2 separate regions of the Mus musculus genome follow, and region 1 is linked to region 2. The links are chromatin contacts, called in public Hi-C maps. All regions are on one chromosome and are shown on one strand. Each heading gives the region's core, a stretch centred on a gene start, on an enhancer-like site or on the middle of the called end of the contact. The rest is flanking DNA. Distances are from core to core; before and after follow the strand shown.

The links. A called contact is a pair of places that touch in the nucleus more often than the background predicts.
Region 1: a Hi-C map of the N1E-115 cell line shows a contact between it and region 2, with 5 times the contacts expected there. The contact joins two enhancer-like sites. A contact is called at or near these places in 11 of 484 Hi-C or Micro-C datasets (the N1E-115 cell line, bone marrow-derived dendritic cells, bone marrow-derived macrophages and 8 more) and 3 of 115 datasets of contacts at active chromatin or transcription factors (astrocytes and embryonic stem cells).

Annotation. Positions count from the first base shown.
Region 1 is chr14:76,847,255-76,853,231 of GRCm38.p6, forward strand. No RefSeq gene overlaps it. Among named protein-coding and RNA genes, the nearest start is that of Gm30365, 12 kb to the left of the region's middle. Within about 2 kb of position 4,452, at least 61 of the 459 cell types and tissues checked have an H3K27ac peak or open chromatin away from gene starts, as enhancers often do. A contact at or near this core is called in the N1E-115 cell line, where this site is marked.
Region 2 is chr14:76,763,089-76,769,652 of GRCm38.p6, forward strand. No RefSeq gene overlaps it. Among named protein-coding and RNA genes, the nearest start is that of 4930431P22Rik, 6.2 kb to the left of the region's middle. Within about 2 kb of position 2,208, at least 105 of the 459 cell types and tissues checked have an H3K27ac peak or open chromatin away from gene starts, as enhancers often do. A contact at or near this core is called in the N1E-115 cell line, where this site is marked.

The sequences.
Region 1 (5,977 bases), core at 3,202-5,701, 86 kb after region 2:
CATGTGCTCATGGTTCATCCTGCCTCATGGTGACCTTCTTCCTTTCCCCTGTCCTGTCCTGTCCTGTCCTGTCCTGTCCTGTCCCCTTCTTGAGACCCCCTTGTGTCTTGGAGCACAGAACTCAGCATCTGAATACCCAAGACCAAAACAATACTGACTGAAAAAAAATTTCATATCCTAAAAATCATTTATGTGATAAAGTCCTCAAAAAAAGGTTTTGCTTGACAAGTTTGTTTCTGTTTTTATTATTGCATTCATCTAAAAGGAATGAAAATGCTTACCTTTAAAAATATTGCCTAAGCTTGAAACTATATGACAGTGTACTTGAGGACTTAAAATGGTTCACAAGCGCTAAACTAATAATTACACTTCTGGTGTTCAGCCCTGAGAATACAATAATAATTACTCACTGTAAATTAAAGCAGTAAGATGTTCTAGGCAATCTACAATGACCAATAGTAGAAGGCACTTGAGAAGCCCCTGCAATGACTGCCAGAGTGTTAAGCAGATAGTTAAGACTATATTTCAAAGCTTTCTCTAACATGGGATATTCTAGAATACATTATAAATAGATGTTATAAATGGGAGCAAGTCAAAACATATAGCTAGACAATTATTGGAAAGAAATACAACTTGATATTGCCTGCAGCTGTGTGTGGATGCTGCAACTTTGAGAATTTCTTCTTTTGATGTTCTTGTCTCTCTATGTTCATTTGTGTGTGTGTGTGTGTGTGTGTGTGTGTGTGTGTGTGTGTGTGTTTGTTTGTTTATCACAGTATATTTTCCAAACTACCATCACCTCTTGCTTGGAACATGACAGTAGCTTTCTGTTGATGTCCCCACTTTCACTATCATTTCCACTTCCACTACCTTAACAGCCACCACTGAGATCTCAGATATGCTAGTTTCATAGAAAATTGACTTCTGATAGCAAATAGTGATAAAACTCTTAACTCTAATTGGCTGGCAATGTCCACCATTAGTATATTTTATCTGGTTTCCAACACAGGTTCTACATTTATTACATTAAAAAAAAAACATTTCCCACTTCTTCTGAAATTCATTATCTCCGTGAAAAATGAACACACAAACCTTACTTATGTTCAATTCGCTAGATTTTACTTCAGCCATTAACTGTGAGTTACATTTCTCGCTCATTTCAACAACTTTTACTAATTGGTCACCTGTGCATTTAACCTTCATTTTATATAAATACAGTGCAAATAAAACCTTATGAAAACGCTGATAGAAACACCCCCGGAAGCACAGGAATACGATTGAATGCTTGGCCCAATGAGTTCACAGGAAGCAGCCCTTTCCTTACTGACCAGGGCTGTGCTTCGGCAGCAAGGCCCTTAATGGTGTGAAAGATGCCATCAATTGCCCTCGGTGAGGAGAATTTCATTAATGTTTATGGAGTTCCTAATTGTGCAGTAGATCATTAATACTTGTTATCTAGAAGTGTTAGCAGGGCTGTGACAAAAATAAAACAAGAAATATTGCCAAAGAGCAGCCTGAAATAAAGTAAATTTTGTCTTAATTTCAGCTCTGTAATTTTTTTTTCTGGGTGAAAACCTCAAAGTGCTGGATCAGTGCTGTCTATGACGAAGCAATTCAAGCCATGTTGGTAAGCTTAAGTTTCTAGTGGACACACATAAAAGTTTAAAGTCTAAAATTAGACGTAAAAGTCAAATTTAAGAACCTAGTTTATTTAAACCATATCTAAAACATCACAATTTTGAAATCTATTCAGTAGGAAATTCATTAATGGCATGGTTTGCACTTCTTTGTACCAACTTCTGAATCTAGTATGCATTTTCTATGTTGAGTGCATCTCAGTTCAAATTAGTCCTGCTCCAAGCTCCCACTGCAAGCTACACAAGTGGGCATGGTACCAAACGGCACAGGCCTTGATAACAAAAGGAGGAAAGGATCAAATGCCAAGTCCAAGTTTGCTTCTTTTGGCTTGTTGGGCGACTTGTGAATGCTCTGGGAGGGGTCAGTTGCCTTTAGAGTTTGCAACGCTAGAGCTGAGAAGTCTGGCTTAGAATTGTCTGGGATAGTTAAACCAAGACTCCAGCTGGCCAAGTCAACCAGGGGGCCAGCTTATTGCACATGGATGAACATTGACAAGATGCATCTTGGACATCCAAATGACAGTCCACCATGTAGCTTTTCTATTGCTTCATCAGCTAGACTGATGTTTAATTAGGATGGCCATAAAATCCGTTATAAAAGTAGCCAGAGCTTTTGAGAGAAAGAACTGTTCATAACGAACCCAGAACCACAGGCATAACATAGGCCTGTCTTCGGCTGGCCAGCCAGGACATCTGACCACCCTACTTTTAGTATTTTCACCTCTCAGGATAATTTGGGTTACTTCCAAGGGGTTCACGACTCTCCAGGACATAAGTCAGTGAAGAATTCCTGCCGATTCTAGACTCATTTCAAAAGGCTGCATCAGAAAAGGCCCTCATGTTTAAGAACGCTGTTATCTATGCAATTCCCAAGCTTTCTATTTTGTGATTTTCCATTGCAGGAGTTGTTAACATTGAGGGTTTAATGGCATGTGGCTGGTGTCAACAAAATGGAGCTGCTGTGTGGTAGGGTCTGTCAAGGAATTTGGAGGACTAGTAAACAAAGCCATGTAGGGGGGTGACCAACAGATGTCTTATCCTCACACCTTTTCTATTTTTTTACCCTCTTTCCTTCTTATGTAAAAAGAGCAGAGCAAGGACGAGTGACAGCGTGGGAAATGTTTCACTGGAAGTAGCGAAAGTAATGGGAGGCTAGGAGCCATCCTCAATTTTGTGTGAGGAAGAACGGAGGCCTGCCTGGAAAATTGGAGGATTATCAACTATTTTCTTTTATTTAGCTCTTTAATCTTTTGCATAGAAGCCCCTCCTGACCCCGCCCCGGCCCCGCCCCGGCCCCGCCCCGGCCCCGCCCCAGCGGAAGATTGAAGGGTTTTACTTTTGTTGCTTTCCAGCTGAAAAAGGTAAAGATCAGATCACGTGGAGGAAACGGAAAGCAGAGGAGACCACACCCTTCTAGCCTGCCTGTGCCCAGGAAAGTCTCAGCTAGGAGACTTTGTGAAAAGGTTACAGAGCTTTATAAGACTGGAAGGCACTGGGTCACCGCGTGGGGCTATGTGCCATGTAGAAACTACAACCAGCAGTTAGCTTGTTTCCCTACTATCATAATCATAATCATTCTTAATTGATCCATCGGTCCTTTGTTTTCTGTTTCTTGCATTTTTGAAGTAGTCAAGTATTATTTTAAACCTCCTACTAATACATTAGTTATTATATGAGTGGTTTAGGAATCTCTATACTAGATGTATTACCATTTACATAGTATAATATTAGTATCTATATACTGGATATGTTAGTGTTACACCCCGCCCATTCACTAGAGCCTTCTATGCTAGTGTAGATGTAAAGTCAACTTGTATTTTATACTCCGAATTATTATCACATTGTGACTTTATTATAGTCAATATGCTTATATGCATGCTTATGCAGAACTGTTTGCTTCCTGTGTTGCCATTTTGTCTAGGCTCCGCCCCACAGTTACCTGGCAACAGCCAGGTGTGCCTGATTCACTATAAAAGAGGCTGCTTGTCCCCCCTCCCCCTGCCTCTCTTCTCTCTTGCTCTGTCCTCTAGCCCCTTCCCCTCTCTCCTCATTCCCCTCCCCGTTTCTCCATGTGCTCATGGCTAGCCTCTCTCTCTCTCTCTCTTTCTCTCTCTCTCTCTCTCCCCCTTTCCCCTCTCTCCCCCTTCCCCCCTCTCTCCCTTTCTCCATTTCTCTGTCTCTACTACCCTCTCAACTCTTGATTTCATTTAAAATAACATTTTTGCTTTTTGAATTATTTTAAAGATATTATTGTGTAGTTTTGCAGGTAGTTAATTTTTTTGTTGTTTCTGTGAAAACATTTTTGTTGTTTTTGATATTTGAAGAATATTCTGAACCAATATAGAATTCTATGTTGGCACTGATTTTACCCTAGCACTTTACAGATGCTACTATGTTATTCTTATAATTCATTGGTTCTTTGACGGCTTCACACACGTACTATTTGTATACACACGACTCTCAGCCCCCCACTCCCTTAACTCTTTTCAAGCCACTTCTGTTTATCTTCCTCTACTCCCCACCCCCATCTCTACAAACATCTTTCTCACATTCCTCTCTATGTGCATGATTATCTGCTGAGTTTCAATAGGACATTCTCTGGACCCTGGGTTTGGAGCTATCCATTGTAGCTTGGTGGGCTTGGCATTGGACACAGAACTCAAAGCAGTAAGCTCCCCCATCCCACAATCGGTCAGTAGTCAATAGGGCAGCAGGAAGACAGAGGGTGCCAGGAGTCAGTCCTTCCTCCACTGTGACCTGCTGATAAGCCAGTCTTGTGCAAGCAACCAAGGCTGCTGTGGCTTGGTGCTTCCGTCGGTGGTATTTCACGCTTCTCATGCTTCGGGGAGAGTATATTGTAACTCCTCTGCCATCCTCGTCTTCAGTTCTTCAGGATCCCTCTTCCACAACGTTCCCTGAGTCCTGGTGGTAAAAAAAATGTCTGGCCTGGGGCCTTGTCCCCAACAGTCTCACCATTTTGGGTAGCTGTAAGTCTCCATATTCACCCATTCATTGGAAAGAGGCTTTTCTGACTACAGCTGTGGCTGGGGTAGCTATAAACAGACACACTTGGAAGACAGACCGGTACTATATCACTTTAGTTAAGCAACAGCTTTCCCCTTGGGCTGACAACTTCTCCAGACATGGATTGTTGAGCAGGCTGAGAAGACACCCTGCTTTATGTCACTGTCATCCTTAGAGCAGGGGTCATGTTAATCTAGTTATGTCTTCAAAGTAAGGGACTGTGCTCCTGGAGAAGGGGAACGTGTGCACAGGCTTTGGCTGGTTGTCTGGTTCGTTGACTGGCTTTGGTTTCTGTTTCTCTTTTCTTTTCTTTTGTTTTTACTGTCATTATTTATGCTGAGAAGCAATAGATTTATGGTAGTTACTTTGAAAGTAATAGAGATTTGGTTCTTCTAGTTGCTTGTCAGTGCTTTTATCTTTGAGCAACATACTGCTTTGTTGTTGTTGTTTGTATCAACTCTTCCCCAAGTTCTTAAAGTTTCTCCAATGTGTGAGTTGACCTGTTTCATTAGATTTTGGAACTCTTCAGCCCTTCTGTCTTCTGCCCGTGTCTCTGTTGTCTTTCCTCACCTCCGTATGTCTGCACACCCAGCCATGACCATTGCTCGCACTTGGCGGCATTCTTTACGCTCCTCCACCCTGTGTGCCTAAGTCCGAATCTCCTCTCATTCTGCCTCCATTCGTGTTCACTAATCCTCTCTGCTGCTGTTTGCTATCTTGTGGAACTCATCTCTTAGTAGTCTAATCTATCCTATTACTTAAGTCTAAGAGTTTCATTACAGACACTAGAGAGTTGGCTCAGAGGTTTAGAGCACCACATACTGCTATCGCAGACTATGGATCGCAGCCGTCACATCAGGTGGCTCAGTAGTGCCTCTAATTCCAACTCCAGAGGCATCTGACCGCTCCAGCCTCTGAGGGCACCTGGACTCACATGTGCAGACAGACAAACACATACACAGCTTCTTGTTTTAGGACAAACTATATTATATTTGTTAAAGATTCTGATTTCCTGGTGAAATTCTTCAGCTTGCCATCAGTTGTGTCGTGGAAGTTTTTTGTGGTAACCCCAATATAAGGTTGCTTACTTCTATTATTTCTTGATTTTTTCAATTACTTGCTCTTGTCTTTGGCCATGCCTAGTAGTTTCCAATAGAAAAAAAGGGGCTGGTACAATTATAGTGGTCCTGATGATATATCTTCTCTGTTTTTCTTTTGGTTGGTGATTAGAGCAAGAGCCTGCAGCCCTCATTCCCTGGGGAACTGGGAGAAGCCAAGCTATTTCTGTGTGAAGACTTGCCAGTTTTCAGTTTGCT
Region 2 (6,564 bases), core at 958-3,457:
ATTCTTTACTAATATTTTAGGGAAGATGTATTGCTACAGTCACTGCTGTGTATAGCAAGTCCAGAAACTGTTGCTTGCCCGAGACTAGCGGGGCCAGCACACATTCAGAAGTGGGAAAGCCTGCTCTGTGGGCAAATGGATTTCTTGTGTGCTTCAGAGTGATCTGGTCCCGCCACCCCCCCCCCCCACTCCTTCTGACCCGCCTATTGTAAACAAAGGTCTAGTGTCTCTTAGACTAGAGGATGTTCTGTGGACAGAGTGACAGACAGGGTGACCCAACGTCTCCCAAATAACAAGAACCAGTGAGGGAGAGAAAGCAGAGCTTTGAAAAGTGACGAGAAAGATTCCTGTCTTAGGATCTGAAACTAATGCCTGAGTCCATGGGTGGCCAGGAGAAGGCTCTGGAAGGAACATCCCTTAGGGGTGCAAGTGCTTCTGGGTATACAAACTCAGTGTTAGAGGGAAAGAACATTTCTGGAAGGTTCGTTAACTATTTCAGCATCATCTTCAACTTGACACCAGACACTTCAAAAATTCCTGAATTCTGCTGCATAGCTTGCAATTGTCCCTTTTCCTCTTCATTCTGGCTTAAGCTCGAGCAGCCAATGGGCAGGGTAGGAAGCTGGCAAGGATTTACACCAGAGCGGTTAGACATCCGGAGGCTCTTTCCACTTGTTCCTGTGACAAAGCTAAGTTGCCTTGCCCAGTATGGCTGAAGTCACCAGGGGTTCAAGGTTTAAGGCTGTAGTTGGGGAGTACAAATGAAAGAAGTTGTCTGAATTGTGCACCTGCTCTTGTGCACACACGCACATGCTTGCACACGCATACACTCACACCGAGACAGGAGAGAGGGGAACAGTCTCAACTGTGATGGCTGGGACAAATTGATCTATTGGAGCAGAGCCCTCTGGATCTCATGAGCAGCTTCATGGACACTTCTGCATGCAGTCAGGCAGTGCTCTCTGGCCTATACAGGTGTGTGCTGAGCCCCTTTAACGCAGGATGCACCCTGAGTTAATGATGTGCCAGTGAGGGATGCTACAGGTAAAATGTATTCTGCTTTTCTGATGATCAATACCTTACGGATGAGTTTGCCTGGATCTCTGGGGATGGAGGTGGGGGTGGGGGTGTTTCTTGTGGGACTGAGCCTCAGTTGCTTTCTCCCTACACCCCCCCACCCCATCCCCAGAGTCACATTTTAGAAGCAAAACTAAGAGAAAGGCCACTAAACTAAACTAAGAGACTTCCACTTTCCTGAGCACTTCACAATGCCATGCAGCCTTTTAGCCGGCTCTTTGAGATCTCGCTTGCATTGGGTGTGTCTGATGTTCTAACAAGCTCTTGATGCAGTAGTGGGAGGGAGACTCCTCCAGAGCCCAAGAAGGTGGAGGCAGAGCTCAGTGGGCTGCGCTCAAGCTCCTCTGTTCCCTGGCTCCCAGCGGCCTGCAGATTGAACTTGTAACAGGCAGACACAAGAATGCGTGTTTCGAGCATTTTGTAACCTGCCTCCCACAAACCAAAAGGCACCCTCCCCCTCCCCTTTCCTCCCTGTCTTGTTCTTGACATTTTAAACACAGTGAGTATTCAGCTGATTTCGCACTTCCGACACCTCCCTCTTGTGCTGGCTCCCTGTCCCTTCAGATCTGAGAATCCCAGTCATATGTTCCACCCAGAGACCACTGGGGCTTCCTTTCTGAAGATCACACTCTCTGCCTTGACTTTGAGCACTTCTGTCTTTTTCTCCTGTGGGCCAGTCTTCGGTAACCCTGAACCACTGCGGGGGCAGGGCTGGGGTGGGGGGCGGGGCTGGGGCAGGGGGGCGCGGCGGGGCGGGGGTGCTGAGCTGGGCAGAGGTTTTCCTGCCCATCCTAGAAAAACAAAACAAAAACCCCAAAACAGTGCTGTTGTTCCCCCACCCCCCACTCGTCCTCATTCTGTTCTCTCTGAGACAAGTGTGCAAGCAGTCCAGCCACCATTTTCAGTCCTTCTGTGGGGGCTGGCCAAAGCTGAAATGTCTGGTTCGGTTTTCTGCTTAAAGTATAAAGAGGAACAATAATCTCTCTCTGCTGGGCCTGTCTTGATTATGACCCACAAGTGAAGTGCTGGCGCGGCCCACCTGACTTCTGGTGCGGAATGCAGCAGTCCACACACAGAGAAACACAGAGAAAGACTGGGCCTGGCTGTCCACACTGGAGGCTGGGTTCCAACCAGCCAAGGCGCAGAGGAGGAAGAAAGCTTTCTAGATGGAGCCAGAGTAGCAGATGCTAAGCAGCGCCTGGAACTGATTGTAGGGAGAGAGAAAAAGTCAACAGGAGGGAAAGGAAGGGAGGAGGGAGCAAACAGAGGGTAGGGGGGTGGGAGAGAAGGAAAAGTCACTCACAGAGGGTAACTACACAGAGGAGTGGCCATTGCCACCTATAAGGCTTTGAGAGGCACCAAAGCCATTTGTCACTCTATCCAGTTTGAATTGGAGGCAGCGTGCAAACCAAGCCAATGTGTGGTTGATACCTCCTCTCTTTAAGGCTCCCGACTGAGGGAGAGGGAAATGATCTTTTGTCTTCAAGTACTTGTCTGGTTTCTAGTCTTTGTTCTCTGCTGTGTGCTAGCTTGGGATGAAACCTTCAGTTTCTTTGAGCAGAGGCAGTACAAGAGAACTTTGCTGGATGCGCGGAGACCTGGGTGTTCCAAGTCCTACTGAAAGCCCTTCAGCCTCACGGTTCTTGCCTGTGAAATGGGGATTCACTTTTATGATGAATTTTAATTTGTTTATGTCACTTTTAAGTCATACACTTTTAAGTCATATGAGTGTGATCTTCAGAAAGGAGAGCCTGGGGTGGGGTTAGGGGTGGGAGTGTGTTGGGGGGTTGGAGAGATCATCACAGAATATAAACAGTCAAGGTTAAAGCTCCAGAAAAATTTGGGAGAATGCCAACCAGAGCTATATATGGAGATAATCTGCCCTAGACCCAGACCCAGAGGTTCAGAGAATATCCAAGCATTTGCCAGGCCTTAAGGGGTTCTGGTCCCTTTTTTAGTACAAACCATTCCAGAGGAAGATGCTCTCAGAGCCAAGAGGTTTGAAAAAGATTGAACCAGAGGAGATAAAAGGTAGCCACGTCCCCGGATCCTCCACCCTGTAGTTCCCTGGGGATGTGCTTGAAGCATCTCTGTTTCCCTCACAAAGGTCTGGAGACAGAAAGCAGGCACTTGGCATCTAATACATTACCAGCTCCACCACCACTTCTGCTGGTCTCCTCCTCCTGACACTTCTCCATCCCGACTGGAGCAATAATTATCCTCTAATTGGACAGGCGTCTTGCTTAGGGAATTGCAGCAGCAATGAAAAGCTGTCGCCTGTTTGCTCTGAATGCTGATTTGAGGTGATTTATGCCTCGGTTGTACACGAGTCCATTCTGAAAATGGAGCCCGTCCACATCTAAGCCACCCCTCTTCAATGAAGCAGAGGTTCTGGGGGCCCCCGATAGGGTACTACAGCACGTTCTTTGTGTTTCTCTTGGTCCAGCAGCTGCCTGTGACTTTGAGATGGTCTAATCACTTTTTCCCTAAACAGAGCCTTGCACTAGGGTCCCCACACATCTAACAACAGTGCATGGAAACCCACTGTAGGGTGGAGCGAGTGCATCTAAGAGTCTAACCTCGGACCGTAGATGTCATCAGCTCCCGTTCAAAGCACAGACTTGAATGGTGGATAAATATCCCAAACCACTGACACAAGTACACAGTACTCACTGTGCATTCCATGCTTGGTACTAGATGCTATGCCAGCTTTAAGTAGCTTAATTACTGCAGAGTGAGGATGAATACCAGTTTTGAGTGCAGGGTGCAGTGCATGCTTGGAGCTGTGGGGTAAGGTGTAGGGTGTACTCCTGAGGGTCCATTCAGACTAACAGGGGTGGGGTGGCGGTGTTGGGGGGTGGGGAGGTGGGATGTGTTGGTTCCCATTTTACCTTTATAAACCACCATTTGCCAATGGGCCACGTCTGTCTCCTCTATCCAATGGCAGTCTTTTGTCCCCCTTCTGGGACAAATACCTCTGCCCCTTTTCCCTTCTTCCCTTCCCCTTCTCCCACATCCTCCATCTCCTATCTTTGTCTCTTATTCCCTGCCCTCTGTCCCTCTGGGGGCAAATAAATCTCCTCTGTGCTGAGAACTTGGTCTTGGGTCCTGAGCTAATACCCACCCTTTCATAAGGGACTCAGCCTGAGGAGGTGGGAACAGACGTGCTTTGTGTCTGGAAAGGCTGGTGAGATTTAGAAAGTTTCTGAGGGTGACGTGGGAAATGGTTGTGACGAGAGAGAGAGAGAGAGAGAGAGAGAGAGAGAGAGAGAGAGAGAGAGAGAGCACAAGTGAGAGTGAGCTATGGCTACAGAGAGGCGGGGCTGTGGCTAAAAGGGGCGGGGCTAGTACTGTGAGGTTCTGGGTGTCCTTTGAAGCGCTTAGGATTTTATATGAAGGGCTTAGGTGAAGAAGGTGAAGGGTGGCTAGGGGAGCTGTAGGGAAACTGGAGAAGATACCAGAGTTTTGTTGCAGGTTCTTGACTTCTCTCTCTCATTGGTGAGTTTCAGGTTCTACTAGAAAATTTAATTCTTTGAGCCTCTTATTCTAAAAGCCTTTTTGTGTGTGTTTCTTGTCTCTTGGATCCTGAGGTCCATCCTATCTGAGATATATGGCCACACAGGCCTCTGTGTCATCGGCTGCAGATGAGGGTCAACTGGCTAAATCCCGTTGGAAGTTTTGCATTACAGGCCTATAGGCTGGAGACAACCTGAAACTCTCCCTCCCCCTTTTTTGTGGCCTTTACATCCCACCAATGTTTTCCAGTTTTGAGTTGTTAGATTCTCCCCTGAAGCTGGAGTAGTTTGACAGGGAACCTGAACCTCCTCCCAGTTTCTCCATCAAAGGTATTCAAACCCCCAGGGGTTGAGCATCAGCCTACTCCTGAACTCATTTGTTAGACCCCTGCTGTTTCCACATCTCATAACGACTCCCAGTCGTGTTCAAGAAAGTCTAGATTCAGCAAGTCAGCAAAGGTCCCTTTCAGTCACTCCTACTCATTGCAATTCTTGCTCCGGGAACAGCCTGCCTACACATTACAGGAAGAATGGATATCACTTCACCACCTGCAAGGCCCGATGCACACCAGTCAATCACCTGGACTCCCAGCATCCTACAGAGGGACACAAACAAGCAAAGGGCTTGCTGGTCTCTGGAATGTTCCCCAGCTAACAATCTCTGGCCATCCTGAGGAAGCAGCCTCTCCCTTGGAGATAGCAAACGCATTTGCTAAAACCAAGCAAGCCTGCATTTCTCTAAGAATGTTTCTCATTTCTCAAAGATGACATATTCTAGATTTAAAAAAAAAAAGATAAAAACATAAAAAGATCAACTACGTGCCATCTGCAGATGGGTTCTCTTGGATGCTAAGTTGTGCAGCCTCTTGTGTCCTTGGGTGGGGCTGGGAGGTGGCAGTCATCATCCTGACTACTAGGGAGTCATGGGAACCAAGGCTTGGCCTTTGTGCTGGTTAGTTTTCTTCAACTTGATGCAAACTAGAGTCATCTGGTGAGAGGGAATCTCAACTGAGGAGTTGTCTCCCTCAGATTGGTCTGTGGGCATGTCTATGGCTCCCACTCTACCTCCCTCCTTCCCTCCCTTCCTTCCTTCCTTTCTTCCTTCCTTCCTTCCTTCCTTCCTTCCTTCCTTCCTTCCTTCCTTCTTTCCTTTCTTTTTAATTGAGAAAGAGTCTCACAAAGTAACCCTCACTGGTCTGGAACTCACTATGTGAAGTAGGCTGCACTCAAACTCACAGACAGAGGCCTGCTTCTGTCTCTCTCCTGGGTGCTGGCATAAAAGGGATGCACTGCCATGTCCTCTTTCTTTCTTTCTTTCTTTCTTTCTTTCTTTCTTTCTTTCTTTCTTTCTTTCTTTCTTTCTTTCTTTCTTTCTCGAGACAGGGTTTCTCTGTGTAGCCATGGCTGTCCTGGAACTCACTTTGTAGACCAGGCTGGCCTCGAACTCAGAAATCTGCCTGCCTCTGCCTCCCAAGTGCTGGGATTAAAGGCGTGCACCACCACCGCCTGGCTCCAGTTTATTTTCTAAGTTGCTAACTCATGAGGAAGGGTCCAGATTTTTTTGGGTTGTGTCATTTCCCTAGGCACTTGGATCTGGGATGCATAAAAAAAGTAGCCGAGCAAACCAGAGGAACCAAGGCAGTAAACGGTGCCCTACATTGCCTCTGCTTTAGTTCCCATATATAGGGTCCTGCCTTGAGTTCCTGCCCTGACTTCCTTGGATGATAGACTCGAATCTCTACAGTGAGTCGAATCTCTAAGGGATTCTACTCGAATCCCCTTCCTCCTCAAGTTGTTCTCAGTAATGCTGTTTTATAGCAACAGAAGTTTTTTCCTTTTCTTTTCTCTTCTTTTCTTTTTTCTTTTTTTTTAGTTTTTTGAGACAGGGTTTCTCTGTATAGCCCTGGCTGTCCTGGAACTCACTTTGTAGACCAAGCTGGCCTCGAACTCAGAAATCCGCCTGCCTCTGCCT